Regions from separate parts of the Ovis aries genome. Here region 1 is linked to region 2. Evidence: chromatin contacts called from public Hi-C data. All regions are on one chromosome and are shown on one strand. Each heading gives the region's core, a stretch centred on a gene start, on an enhancer-like site or on the middle of the called end of the contact. The rest is flanking DNA. Distances are from core to core; before and after follow the strand shown. Region 1 has its middle 18 kb from the start of CLDN23. Region 2 overlaps LONRF1 (LON peptidase N-terminal domain and ring finger 1).

Region 1 (3,123 bases), core at 465-2,964, 420 kb before region 2:
CAGTTCTGAATGAGATCGCATGCCTGCTGAGGTGTGCGGTCTTCATTCTTCAGGAAACCGAGGTATCAGCAGTTTTTAAAGCAAGGCAATATCATGTTCTGGTCTGTTTTTGAGTCATCACTCTGGAGTAGAACAGAGAACTGGGAGAGGTGGGGTGAGATAAGAGGCTATTCATTGTAATCCTTCAAGTGAAACATTTTAGATTTAGAGGCAATTATGTGGCACTTTTATCCCCGTAATGAAAAACCACTTTCTAAAAAATGTTATCATTCAGAGAGAGGAATTTCAAATTATAGGTAAAGCTAAAGATGTTAGTAAATTTTAGGAACTATTCTGCCTACTATAAAATTGAGATTATGTATCTTTATGGTGTCTTCCATAAGGAATTGTGGTACTGGAGAAGACTCTTGAAAGTCCCTTGGACTGCAAGGAGATCAAATCAGTCAATCCTAAAGGAAATCAACCCTGCATTTCATTTGAAGGACTGATGCTGAAGCTTCAGTACTTTGGCCACCTAATGCGAAGAGCCAAATCACTGGAAAAGATCCTGATGATGGGAAAGATTGAAGGCAAAAGGAGAAGAGGGCGGCAGAGGATGAGATGATTAGATAGCATCACCGACTCAATGGACATGAATTTGAGCCAACTCTGAGAGATAGTGGAGGACAGAAGAGCTTGGCGTGCTGCAGTCCTTGGGGTCACAAAGAGTCAGACAGGACTTAGAGACAGAACACCACCACCAAGCAATAAAGAGACAACGGCGGCTGCCGTTTGTCTGATGCCTACAGTGTACCAGGCAAGGTGCAAAATACTCAGCTCACAACAACTCATTTTACCCTTTTGTGACAGGATGTGAAACATGACTTTTCCTGTGTTCTCCATATGCTTGGCAGATGCCTCAAAGCTAGAGAACAATAAAAGCCAGACTATCTCTGCAGAACAAGTTCCGCCACCATAATCCATCAACCACCTCCAAGTTACACAAGGGAAAAAATTCACTAAGACTTTCTAGGAGAGGGTATTCCTTTAGAGACCACCGTGCCCACCTCCCAAAGCCCCATATCCAAGCTGGACTCTACATGGAAATGGCAGAGGCCAGCTCCATTCTTTCTCAACACTGGGTTGTGACACTTTTCTTTAGTGCTGTTCTTCCTGTCTCTGGATGGATTTCTGAGTCACAGCATTCCTCGTCCTTTTCAGATATTACACAGACCGAGAGCAAAATGATACCCACACACTTAACTCACAGCATTTCCCCTCCCCAGGTCTGTCCCCTCTGCTCCGTTCCCCCTACTCACCATGCCCATTTGGGATTCAAGGGAAAAGCCAGAAAAGTTGAGGGGCCATACGTGTTGGATCTGACTCGGACAGTTATAATCTGCCCCCTTAAGTGTGGCAGATGGCCAAACACTGGCTGCTTATCCCCAGGAGCCTTTTTGTGGGGATCTTGAAAACCCCACTGAGCACAGCCAACCCTCATTCCATGCTTGCCCCCACTGACTGCTACCCACCTGACTTCCTGCAGGTCAGGACCGCTGCCATCTGCCCGCTTCATCCCAGGTGGTCTTGTCAGGCAAAGATATGAGCTCCCAACTACCTTTTCACTGATCCCAGTAAATGTAAAGCTTGTCAAGAGCTGGAAAAAAACCTGGAAAACACCTGTCAAGGCCCAGGATGACAGATCTGCAGTATATATCAGCTGATCTCTGGTTCCACCTACTGGAATAAAGTGGTACTTGACTCTCTTAAAAGTTCAGCTATCACTGCTGTCTTCAGATCCAACTGTTATTGGTAAAAGGGGTGGCGTTTTAGTGTGTGTTTATAGTCTATGGGGTCGCAAAGAGTGGGACACGACTGAGCGACTTTACTTACTTACTATATTTGTTATTAATATAAACACACCTTGTATTAATGAGAATTTAGTTAGGTTAACTCTAGAATGTGTCCCACCTGAGTGCTATAGGAAAGTGAGGAACTGGCTTGCAATAGTCTCCTCAGGTTACACCAGTGAGTTTTACTGCTTGCATTGTTAGAAACTAATTCCTGCTACACATCATCCAGAACACAGGACTCGCAATGGCTCCTGCCAGACCACCTGACGGGACATTAGGGTGTTTATGTGGCATGACTGGGGGTCCTCTGGCTTCACCCACCTGGTCGGAGACCTGGAGGCTGTTGCTTTTCTTACATCCATGATCGTCCTCTCCTGTGTGAAGCTTCCCTTGGCTTCACTTTGCACAGCAGCACGACAGCCTTTTTTACAAAACTTCTTTATTCCCCGTTATCCTTCCACTTGTCAGCAGGTGTCAGTAAATCTCAGGGAGTAAAATGCACCCCACTCCAGTACTCTTGCCTGGAAAATCCCATGGATGGAGGAGCCTGGTAGGCTGCAGTCCATGGGGTCGCTAAGAGTTGGACATGACTGAGCGACTTCCCTTTCACTTATCACTTTCATGCATTGGAGAAGGAAATGGCAACCCACTCCAGTGTTCTTGCCTGGAGAATCCCAGGGAAGGGGAAGCCTTTGGGGCTGCCGTCTATGGGGTCGCACAGAGTCGGACACAACTGAAGTGACTTAGCTGCAGCAAAATGCGCTGTCAGATGTGGCCTTTTGTCACTAAACTGGGGATGGGGGAGAGGGATAAAGACAGCAGATGGTGATTTATAAACTATAAACCAGAGTGCCTATATCAGAGTTTGCTAAGGCTTCCTTGAAACAGGCGGAGTATCATTCTTCAGAAATCCCTTTGGGTTCAAAATACAGGGTACGTTTTTCGGGGGCTCTGTCACTTTGGGTTCTTAAGTTGCGTACACTTTCCAGGCCACGGCTTACTCAGCTGTGAAAATGAGAACAAAGCCTTAACCTGCCTTTCAGGATGAAGTACCACAGGATGCGTGAGCTTCTTTTTAAAGTCAACTGTAGGGAATTCTCTGGCTGTCCTGTAGTTAGGACTCTGAGCTTCCCCTGTAGGGGCCTGGGTTCAGCCCCAGGTTGTGAAACTAAGATTCCACAAGCCTCACAGAGCAGCCAAAACAAAACACAAATAAAGTTAACTGTGGTATCCTCTGGGCTTCCCAGGTGGCACTAGGGGTAAAGAACCTACCTGCCAATGCAGGAGACAT
Region 2 (3,045 bases), core at 427-2,926:
TCTCTGCACCCATATGTCTCTTTTCCTGCCCTGGAAAAAGGTTCATCTGTACCATTTTTCTAGATTCCCCATATATGCATTAATATATAATAGTCGTCTGACTATTTCACCCTGTATGACAGACTGTAGGTCCATCCACATTTCTCCAAATGACCCAATTTCATTCCTTTTTTATTAAGGAAAAAATTTAAATTTATATTGGAGTATAGCCAATTACCAATGTTGTGATAGTTTCAGGTGGACAGCAAAGGGACTCAGCCATACATATACATGTATCCATTCTTGCCCAACTTCCCCTCTGCTCCAGGCTGTCATATAACATTGAGTTCCCTGTGCTATACAGTAGGACCTTGCTGGTTATCCATTTTAAATATAGCAGTGTTTACGTGTTTATCCCAAACTCTGTAACTATCCTTTCCCCCCGTCAGTGTTCATTCTCCAAGTCCATGAGTCTATTTTCTGTTTTTCAGAAATCATTTCTTTTTAGATTCTGCAATTAAGGGATGTTGTGTGACATTTCTCTTTGTCTGACTTACTTCACTCAGTATGACAATCTCTCGGTCCGTCCATGTTGCTGCAAATGCGATTATTTCACTCTTTTTAATGGCCGAGCAACATTCCACTGTGTCTAGGTATCACGTCTTTACCCTTTCCTCTGTTGATGGACATTCAGGTTGCTCCTCTGACTTGGCAACTGTAAACAGTGCCTCAGTGAACACTGGGGTACATGTGTCGTTTTGAACTAATGGTTTTCTCAGTATATGCCCAGGAGTGGGATTACGGGTCCATATGATAGTTCTACTCTTAGGTTTTTAAGGAACCTCCCAACTGTTGTCCACAGTGGCTGCATCAGTTTACATTCCCGCCAGCAGTGCAAGACAGTTCCCTGTTCTCCACAGTGGGAGGAGGATTTTCTTGTCCGTGTCTCTCGCTTTCACTGGCTCTTCTGAATGGATCTTCCAATAGATGCTTCTAGAGTCTTCAAAGCACAATTATTTTGAGTCTCATCTGTTGATTCATCTTTAAGTCCCTTCCTTTCTTCATTTCTGGCAATTTTACCTACAAATTTCCCAACTCTAGTTACTAGAATCAACTGTGTCTAAAAGAAGTTTTCAGCCAGTTTCAAACCCACTTCCACATGGCTTTTGCATCAGAATTCTTGTTGTCAGTCTGAACTGAATGTATTAATGTCCTGAGATTGTGGTACAAAGCATCACGAACTGAGTGGCTTTAAACAATAGAAATCTATCCTCTACATACTAAACCAACAGAGCCATCTTCAGAGTTCATGATGGAGTGGGGCATCTCCACCGAGGGGGCCCAGGATAAGAGAGAAACCCCCTTATTCACCAGGCAGGTAAGGTAAGCCTGGTGAGGTTACCTGAGCCTTTTCAGGTAAGCCTGAAAAGTCATCCACTGATATGAACCCAGGCAGCTGGGAAAGCATAAACCACCAACACAAACAAAAGGCCTCCAGCAAACTGTTTTTTGTTAAAAATTAACAATTGTTAAGTAGAGCCTCGGGTACTGAGTTGAAGGATGAGCCATAATTTGAGAGACGAAAAGGGAAAGTGAACCAGAGAAGGTTATTACTCACAGGTCCTGGCGGAGGTCCATGGCAGCCTCCGGGGGCCACGCAGAGCGGCTGAGGCGGGAGCAGGCAGAGCGCCAGCTGCAGAGGACCGGGGGCGCGTGCCATTATTAGGGTCCACAGGCGCAGTGCTTTGCAGGCCCTGGGCTAAGGCACAGTTCATTCAAACCATAAACAGCAAGGTTTAAGTAAGCTCCAGGGGCTCTTGGGCACAAGTGGAGAAAGCTAGGAGGCAGGAGAGACTTTATCAGCAGTCATGTCAGGAACTTGTGACTCCAAATTGCTGTGCAGAGCACACGCTCGTGGTTCAAGGCCCCTGCTGGCCCCTTAGTCACACAAGAGGATGCCAATACTCCAAGTATTACGGAATAGCTTAGTGAACCCCTCAACACAAACCAATGCCCAAACTTGAAGACATATCAAAGCAAATGATCTCAACTGAAACACAAAGAGGAAAGAAAGGGAAGCACAACAGAGCCTCAAAGATCTATGAAAGAATATCAGTGGGCTAACATGCAAGTAATTATAAAAAAAGGGAAAAGAAAAATGCACATATGGAAAGATGCACGTGTGTATATATATGTGTGCACTGATTGCACCGTTTGATAACTTTACAATGAAATACTAATTCTGAAACTCTGAATAGAATTCAACTATTTTTCATACTGAGAGAACAAGGAAGTTATTAAAAAATTGGAGTGCCCAGGTAAGAATCTAGCTTACTTAAAAGAAGAACAGAAATTGGATTTGCATTAGGTTTTCAGCAGCAACATACATGCCTGGGCTTAGAATGGGCTCTAGTATTTCAGAGGAACCCAATCAAAGGCTGCACACTGAGAGACCTGGTTATCGCCATGTCTATTTTCACTTGGCCCTTAACCACCCTGTCTTGGGCTTCAACATTTGAATACAAGAGGTAATTCCAGAGTCTCCTCTAGCTCTACTGATGTGGAAACATTCCTGGAACTAGAAGTATGTTTTTCTTTCACTCACTGGCTTGCCCAAGGAGTTACTGCCACCTTTCACCTTGTCATTTTTTCTTTGTTGTCCTTGCTTAGATGTGTTCTAGCATGTTAGGCTGTTCCGTGATTTGTTTCTGTAGGTTGCCACACTGCTACTTCTCTGTCTTCATATTCAGTTTGTTAGTGATGATAAAACTGAATTCAGGAATCTCACATGCACACTCCTTCCTTCCTCCTTTCTTTCACTTTCTGGAAGGGTCCATAGCCTTATGTTGGCTAATTTCAGTGACTGGCTTACAGTTAGATCAAATGGATTAAGATTTGGGAACCACTGAATGTGTGCGGGTGTGTTAGTTGCTTAGTCATGTCCGACTCTTTGCAACTCCACAGACCGTAGCCCACCAGGCCCCTCCGTCCATGGGATTCTCCAGGCAAGAACCCTGGAGTGGGTTGCCATTTCCTTCTCCAATGCATGACAGTGAGAAGTGAAAG

The links. A called contact is a pair of places that touch in the nucleus more often than the background predicts.
Region 1: a Hi-C map of omental adipose tissue shows a contact between it and region 2, with 2.1 times the contacts expected there. The contact joins two enhancer-like sites. A contact is called at or near these places in 7 of 16 Hi-C or Micro-C datasets (hypothalamus, mixed tissues, muscle and 3 more).

The regions. Positions count from the first base shown.
Region 1 is chr26:23,862,227-23,865,349 of ARS-UI_Ramb_v3.0, reverse strand. No RefSeq gene overlaps it. Among named protein-coding and RNA genes, the nearest start is that of CLDN23, 18 kb to the left of the region's middle. Within about 2 kb of position 1,714, at least 3 of the 54 cell types and tissues checked have an H3K27ac peak or open chromatin away from gene starts, as enhancers often do.
Region 2 is chr26:23,444,937-23,447,981 of ARS-UI_Ramb_v3.0, reverse strand. It overlaps LONRF1 (LON peptidase N-terminal domain and ring finger 1), which reads right to left. Exons shown (of 13, transcript XR_006058186.2): 13 at 1-1,816. Among named protein-coding and RNA genes, the nearest start is that of LONRF1, 53 kb to the right of the region's middle. Within about 2 kb of position 1,676, at least 6 of the 54 cell types and tissues checked have an H3K27ac peak or open chromatin away from gene starts, as enhancers often do.